Regions from separate parts of the Oryctolagus cuniculus genome. Here region 2 is linked to region 1. A link is a contact called in public Hi-C data. All regions are on one chromosome and are shown on one strand. Each heading gives the region's core, a stretch centred on a gene start, on an enhancer-like site or on the middle of the called end of the contact. The rest is flanking DNA. Distances are from core to core; before and after follow the strand shown. Region 1 has its middle 40 kb from the start of SMAD3. Region 2 overlaps SMAD3 (SMAD family member 3).

Evidence for each region. A called contact is a pair of places that touch in the nucleus more often than the background predicts.
Region 2: a contact with region 1 is called in a Hi-C map of psoas muscle, with 2.2 times the contacts expected there. The contact joins two enhancer-like sites. A contact is called at or near these places in 2 of 6 Hi-C or Micro-C datasets (ear pinna and psoas muscle).

Annotation. Positions count from the first base shown.
Region 1 is chr12:89,817,818-89,821,369 of mOryCun1.1, forward strand. No RefSeq gene overlaps it. Among named protein-coding and RNA genes, the nearest start is that of SMAD3, 40 kb to the right of the region's middle. Within about 2 kb of position 1,519, at least 6 of the 8 cell types and tissues checked have an H3K27ac peak or open chromatin away from gene starts, as enhancers often do. A contact at or near this core is called in ear pinna, where this site is marked.
Region 2 is chr12:89,966,054-89,969,605 of mOryCun1.1, forward strand. SMAD3 (SMAD family member 3) reads left to right here. Exons shown (of 9, transcript XM_051821816.2): 8 at 561-705; 9 at 3,014-3,552. The coding sequence ends at 3,137. Among named protein-coding and RNA genes, the nearest start is that of AAGAB, 70 kb to the right of the region's middle. Within about 2 kb of position 1,993, at least 4 of the 8 cell types and tissues checked have an H3K27ac peak or open chromatin away from gene starts, as enhancers often do. A contact at or near this core is called in ear pinna, where this site is marked.

The sequences.
Region 1 (3,552 bases), core at 269-2,768:
GGGAGCAGGCGAGGTGGGAAAGAGGCTCTTGGATGGCATCACTGAGATGCTGCCACGACCCTGACCCTGGCAAAGGCCTGAGAGGTGGGGGTGCTGTGCTCACCCCTGCGGAAGGGTGCTCTTGGCAAAGCAAACAGCCAGTGCAAAGGCCCTGGGGTCAGCCTGGTGTGTTTGGGAGCCCAGGTGAGAGGAGCAGTGAAGGCAGGCTCACTGCAAGCCCTTTAGCCTTTCTGGACAGATCCAGGCAGGAGAAGGACACCGTATAGCCCTTGGACTACCACCAGCCCATTTCCAAGGTGGGAAGACTGAGGATGGACAGGTTAGTAGAGTCGTCCATGGACCACAGTGCAAGCTCTCCTGCTCCTGGGCATTGTTTCCCACTGTACTCGATGCTTATGCCCGCTAAGGGGAGGCGGGGCTGGCCCCTCTCCCTTCCTGGCTGGCGGCTGCACACCGGAGCTCCAGCCTCATTTGAGAGTTGCAGAGAAGTGCCCAGCAAATGAGCCAGTGCCGCAGTTGTGGCGACTGCGCCGAGCGACGGAGACACTCCCAGTGACTCTTGCTAAACCCTGATTCCGGTGTCTGCCCGTCCCCCCTGCAGTGCCAGGCCGGGCGCTGCTGGCACCTGCCATGCCTCTAGGGTGCTCCCAGGGCCAGCCTCTGCTCCCACCTCCCCCACCCTCACACATGGAGCCACCCATTCCTCCTGCAGCCCCAGGCTCACCCTGATCTGCAGCCCCATCAGCCTGAAGCAGGAAACACGGACCCAGCTGGAGCCGGAGTGGCCATTTGCAGCGCGATGCTCACCGCTGTGCCTGGAGCCCAGGAGATGCCACGTCCCTGCTGTTCCCTGGACAGAGGCTCCGCCCTCCTGTGTGGCCCACAGCGGCTCCTGCAGGGACGCCTTTTGATTCACCCTGGGTGGGCTGGGGGCTGGCTCCAGACCTGCCCGTGGCAGGAGGCCACTGGGTGGTGCTGGAAGCCAATATCCCAGCTTTAACCAATCCAGGACACAGGCCACTGTGTAAGGAGGGTGGAGGGCACGGCCAGAGTTTGGGGCGCAGCCCACTGCTGCTGCTCTCCCAGCAGGCTCTGTGGAGAGGGCGCTGAGGGCACGAGGTGGCTGTGAAAGGAACTTGGAAAGAGCACCCAGCTTTCCAGGGGGGTCAGCCTGCATGGCACCATCTCCTGGACAGCCCTGGGGCGCGGGGGCCCACGTGGCGGGCGGCGCTGACGCCACGGCGAGATTCTCCCCAGCCTGCCATACCCTCTCACCCAGCTGCTGGAAGCAGGAGACAGGGACAAGGGGAAGCAACCTTAGAAAGAAAGACTGCACAAGTTCAACCAAACCACCCCCAAACAGCCTGGGGCTGGGGGCGGGGCGGGGCGGATGGCACCCTACCCTGGCGATGGTGACGGTTTGGCAGCTGTGCCCTCCCGCGATGAGTCATCGCTAGGCGCTGGTTGCGTAACCCTCCGCAGCGCAGGCAGAAGAATGAAACTAGGAAACTCACGCAGTGACATTTAGTAGCAAAGAGGAAGCCCACACAGCATTTGTGCAAGGCCATCCAAAAATAGCGGGCGCCTCGGAGCTGGGCGCTGGAAAGTCTGCATTGCTGCGAGAGCCTGGGTCCTGGCACACTGTCCTCGGACCACCCACGCCCTGCCTCGGCTCATGGCGACTCAGCACACACGGACTGCAGGCCGCCGCCTGGGCTCTGGGCTCTGTGCTCAAGGACGGGGGTGGGGGGTGGGGCACACCGGACACTGTACTCCCTGGGGAAAGATGAATGGGTTTCAGAGCCTGAGGGTGACAGAGTCAAAAGCCAGCCTGGAGCCCCAGTTTTCTTGTCTTCAGTGAAGTGGGAGCAGAGATGGCCACTTCATTAAATGAGGTGCAGGGCGGCCGCCCCGGCACACCCTGAAAGAATCCTCAGTGTGTGTGTGTGTGTGTGTGTGTGTGTGGGAAAGCAAAAATGCATAGGGGACTCAGAGAAAGGAGCCCCCAGGGCTGGTCGGGGTGGCCGGGAGTCCAGGGGAGAGTGAGAGGGCTTTTGAAAGGAGCCAGCTGCACTGAACTTGACGGTGAGAATCTTTCCTCCTCGCCCGCTGGGTGTCGGGGCTGGCGCCAGGAAGATGGAAGGACAAAGGGAACGAGCCCATCGCTGACCTGTGATCGTCAGAGCAATGCAAACTGTGATAGTAACACAGGGAGGTGGCTCGCCGCCCTGGCGGTGGCGGCTGGTTCTGAACACAAACCCCAGTTCGGATCCCAGCTGTGGGGCTGGAGCAAGCTCTTTAGCCATTCTATGGCTTGGTTTCCTTTTACACAAAATGGAGATGCAAATTGCAACTTCCTTATAGGGTTTCTGAAAAAAAAAAAAGTAGAAATAAATGCTTGCAAAGCTCTCAGCAAGTGCCCAGTGAAGTGGTCCAAGATGGTAAGCTATCACCATCTTTTTTTTTTTTTTTTTAAGATTTATTTATTTACGAGAGAGGGAGAGACAGATAGAGAAAAGTCTTCCATCTGCTGGTTCACTCCCCAAATGGCCGAAATGGCCAGAGCTGGGCCGATGCGAAGCCAGGAGCCAGGTGCATTAGCAGGGAGCTGGGTCAGAAGCAGAGCAGCCGGGACTTGAACCAGCACCCATGTGGGAGGCCAGCGCCACAGGCAAAGGCTTAACCCCCTGCGCCACAGCATGACCCCATCGACATGACCCCCGTCTTCATCTGTCCTTTCAATCACACAGGAGAGTGGTGCCGACTCCTCTCCCGAGCAGCACTTAGGAGCCGGGCCCTGCGGGAGGAAGGGTTGGTGACTCTGGAAGGGAGTTTTGAAGCATAGGTAGGAGTTTGCCAGGAGGATGCTGGAAGGGAGAGGTGTTCCAGGCAGGGCGCTATTACAAGAAATTGCATGAATATGCAGAAGAAAGATGTTCGGGAAACAGGAAACAGCTCAGGCAGAAAGCCAGGCTGGGAGGGCGACCCGATCGAGGAGAGAGAGGACGGCGGGGAGGGGAGTGGAAATCCTGGCACGGGCCAGGCCGCCGGGAAGCTCGGGGCTGGCCCGTGAACTGGCTGCGGCCTAGAGCCCTGCCTCACCCTTGGCTTCCTCCTCTGGACGTCACAGGCGGCCTTCTTGAGCTCGCAGCCGCGGGTCCCGTCAGCCCAACCCTCACGTGGCTCGGAGCCCTCGGCGCTCTAGATGCCTGTGTCCCTCTAACTCTCACAACAGCCGGCGATTAGGCACTGCCGCATGTCCTCTCAAACAGATAAACTGAATCACACAGAGGCTGACTAATGTGCCAAAGAGACAGACACGGGCAGGGAGTGTCAGGGCCAGGTCTCAGGTCCTGGAGGTGGCTGCTCTTAACACATTTGTAGTGAGGGAAGCTCATTTGCATTTCCCTTTTTGCCTTGGCTGCCTGGAGCCTCAGCGAAGCTGTCTTCTTTAAGTTCGGATTTTCTGAGTAATTTTTTTCCTTTAAGGCTCTCCAGTCTCCAGATCCAAAGGGCGAATCCTAGGTTTCTTCCCACCATGGCTCCTCTTTG
Region 2 (3,552 bases), core at 743-3,242, 150 kb after region 1:
CGCTCTGGGCACCCCGCCCAGCATGTCTCCCGCCCCCACCCCCATCTTCCCGCGAGGGCCCCGCTGGCCCTGGCCTCTGTCTCGTCAGGCACACACCTTCGCGTCGCTGTGAGTGTCCCCGCCACCCCTGCCTGGCCTGCCCTCATGGCAGATTTGCCAGTGGCGACCCTCTGCTGAGCTTCCTGTGGGAACGGCAGGCCGGGGCACCTCCAGGGGGGCCCGTCTCAGTGGTGCTGCCCGCTGCCAGGGCGCAGGGCTGCTCAGCCCAGGTGGCCGGCCACACCACATGCAGCAGGGCCAAGGAAGCCCGTCCCTGCACCCGCTCTCCCCCAGCCTTTCATTGCCCGGCACGTGGGGCAGCTGCGTGTCCCTGATGTGGGGGTGGCAGATCCAAGGGCCCGTCCCTCACGTGCTGAGCTTGGAGCGTGCGGCTACTGCAGCCAGTGACCCTGGGCCGCGGGAGCCGTGGGAATGGAGCCATTCTGCCACCCCCTCCCGCCCCGAGGTGGCCGTGTCCCCAGGGGAGCAGCCCACAGGGACGGCTTCTGTCTCGTCGGCAGGGTGCAACCTGAAGATCTTCAACAACCAGGAGTTCGCCGCGCTCCTGGCCCAGTCGGTGAACCAGGGCTTCGAGGCCGTCTACCAGCTGACGCGCATGTGCACCATCCGCATGAGCTTCGTCAAAGGCTGGGGAGCCGAGTACAGGTCGGTGACCGTGGGGGGGGGGACCCCACGCCAGGGGACTCAGGCCCCAGAGCAGAGAGCGCCACCACCTGGTGGGCGGGAGGGGCCCGCGTGCCCCCGGCACCTGCAGTTTCTCAGGCGCTGGAAATGCAGGAGTCCCGTTTTCCTCCTCCCCACAGCAGGGCTCCCTGGGCAGGGCTGTTGGCTGGGTGCCCATTGCACAGATGTGGGGACTGAGGCTCTGGAGGGAGAGGGACCTGCCTGAAGTCCCACCGGTGCAGGAAAGCTGAGCCTGGGACGGTGCCCTCTTGGCCTCGTCCTCAGGCTTCCCCTGGGGTGGGTGTTGGCAGTGAAGCCTCTGCCGCCTTGTCTCCTCCCTCCCCTGTGGCTCCAGCCCTGACTCAGGGACCCTGGTAGCCCCAAGGAGCTCGGATTGGGAACTGAGACCCAGGGAAGCAAGGAGGAGATCCGGGTCATTGCAAAGCAACCAAGTTTCCGTGCTCAGAAAAGAAATGATTTTTTTTTTTTTAATTGAGAATTCCAGACCCTGGTTTCAGCGTGGCACAGATGAGGGGCAGGCCTGCCTGGTCCTCGTGGTTGTCTCTTGCGGAACACCGTGGCGTGGGTCTGCAGAGCAGAGCCCAGGTGAACAAGAGTGCCCCTGGGCAGCAGGGCCGTGGGCCCCTCCCGCCCCCCTCCCGGCCTGTGCCTGCGGCAGACGCTGCGGTACCCGCACGTCAGCTGGAGCCAGCGCCGTGCGAGTTACTCTCCCCTTCATTTTTCCAGATGTTTGGACTCCCATTTTGTTTTGCAGTCACTCTGCACCCAGGCCAAACCCATTTCAGTGTTGGCGCGGGGCCACCGTTCATAATGAGATCCAGATGAGCGTGACTTATGGAAAGTCGGATTCTCATTAGAGGCTTTCGCCCCGCACGGTCGTCCTCCTCGTGTTTGGGCTGCCGTGCTCGGGGCTGCCCCGCGGGGCTGGGGAGCGCAGTGGCGTGGTCTCCGGGGTCTTGCTGAAACCCAGCACCGGTGATCCGTGGAGCCGGCATGGCGGTCAGACCTCAGAACTGGCGGCCGTCTTCTGACGGCTGCAGAGATTAGCCCAGGCCCAGCGGGCCAGCCGGGAAGCACCCAAACTGACCTTTTAGCCCTGGCACGGACCAGGTAGGGAACAAGAGTGGAAGATTAGCGTTAGTTTTTTTTTTTTTTTTTTTTTTTGGAGAAGACAGGGAAAGGGAAATACTTAAAGGCGGCCCTCCGTGGAGAAGAGCCAGGGGAAGTCCATTTGCTCACTCTTCTCACACCCGGACTGTAGCCCAAGGGGCCACGCATGGTCCCTTCCATCAGGTGGACCCCTGCAGGGCCGTCAGCGGGCAGGGGTGCTTAGGCCAGGCCAGGCAGGCAGTGCCCGGCCCAGTGCGGCGTTGCGGCCGTCCAGCCCTGCGTGCCCCAAGGGGCTCCTCGGCGGCAGACGCCCTCCCCGGCAGGCCGCCGGGCCAGCACACGCCGTGCTCGCAGCCCACCGCGTCACCGCCGCCTGGCAGTGCCGCACGGCAGCCCGACGGGCAGGCGCGGCCCCTTCCCGGAAGAGTCTTGCCGCCCTCCTGCGTCTCGGGCCAAGGGGAGTAGGGTTTCAGCCCTTGTCTGTGCGAGGAGGCCGAGGGCAGGGCCCAGGCCCGCTGCTCTCACCTCCAGCTGGCACGGGCCACCGCGGCCTCAGCAGATAGCCTCGGGGAGCCGGCCTGCGGGCTGCGTCATCCGCCAGCCTGAATTGAGACGGAGTGCTTTGGGGTGCGCCTCGGTTTTTTCCAGTAATTGTTCCATGGCTCGCTCTGCTCGGAAGATTTTCCAAAATAAGGCCGTAGATGGGAATTGTATCAGCACATGGGGAGCGGAAGGCATGTGCGCTGTCGGTGCGTTGCTCGGAACGCCCCTCCGCCAGACAGACACGCATCACCACGGCGGGCCGGGCCGGGCCGGGCCTGTGTCTGGAGCCGCTGGTGCCCACCTGGGACACACAGGAGCTGGCCTGGAGGGCTTCCACTGCGGGGCCTTGGGGGTGCCCTGGCCTTGACTTCACATTTACCTCTTTCGGGCCACCTCCCTCCCCCCATTCCCCGGCTCGGGATCTGCTCAGGGACCTTGGCCCTGCTAGTTTCAGCGGATGGTTGGGACCTCCTCTAGGGCAGCATGGAGCCAGGTTACGGTGTAGCTGGCTTTGGGGGGGAAGACTGTCACAGAGGAGGGTGTTGTGACTTGCCTGTGTTTCCTCCTGGACGTTTTTAAACGTCCCCTACCTGCAACCCTGCCTTGTTTCTTGCAGGAGACAGACAGTGACCAGCACCCCCTGCTGGATCGAGCTGCACCTGAATGGGCCTTTGCAGTGGCTGGACAAGGTCCTCACCCAGATGGGCTCCCCCAGCATCCGCTGTTCCAGTGTGTCCTAGAGGTGTGGGCGGGGAGGGGGAGGGGCTGCGCTGGGGCAGTGACCGTGAGGAGGGCGCGAATATTCGAACTCTGATCCATTGATTATTGTCAAGGAAGAAGGACTTTTTCTCCCTCCGGTGGCACCAGCCTGTTTTCTAAAACAGAGGTGAGCACAGGAGCAGCACTTCCGAAGGGCTGCGTCTGCTGAACGCACCGACTGCCCTTTGGCCCTGCTTCGAGGACGAGGATGGTGTCTGCTCTGGGGGCCTGGAGTGAGTGGGTGGGATTTCACCACCTGCCCCTCCCCTGCCGCTTCCTTCTCTTCATGATAGCAACGTGGGATGTCCCGGCTCAACAGGAGGTGCCCCCTCTGTCTGGGACCGCTGTGTCAAGTTCACCTCCGAAGGATGTTCTAGGTAGGGGGCAAAGCCTGCC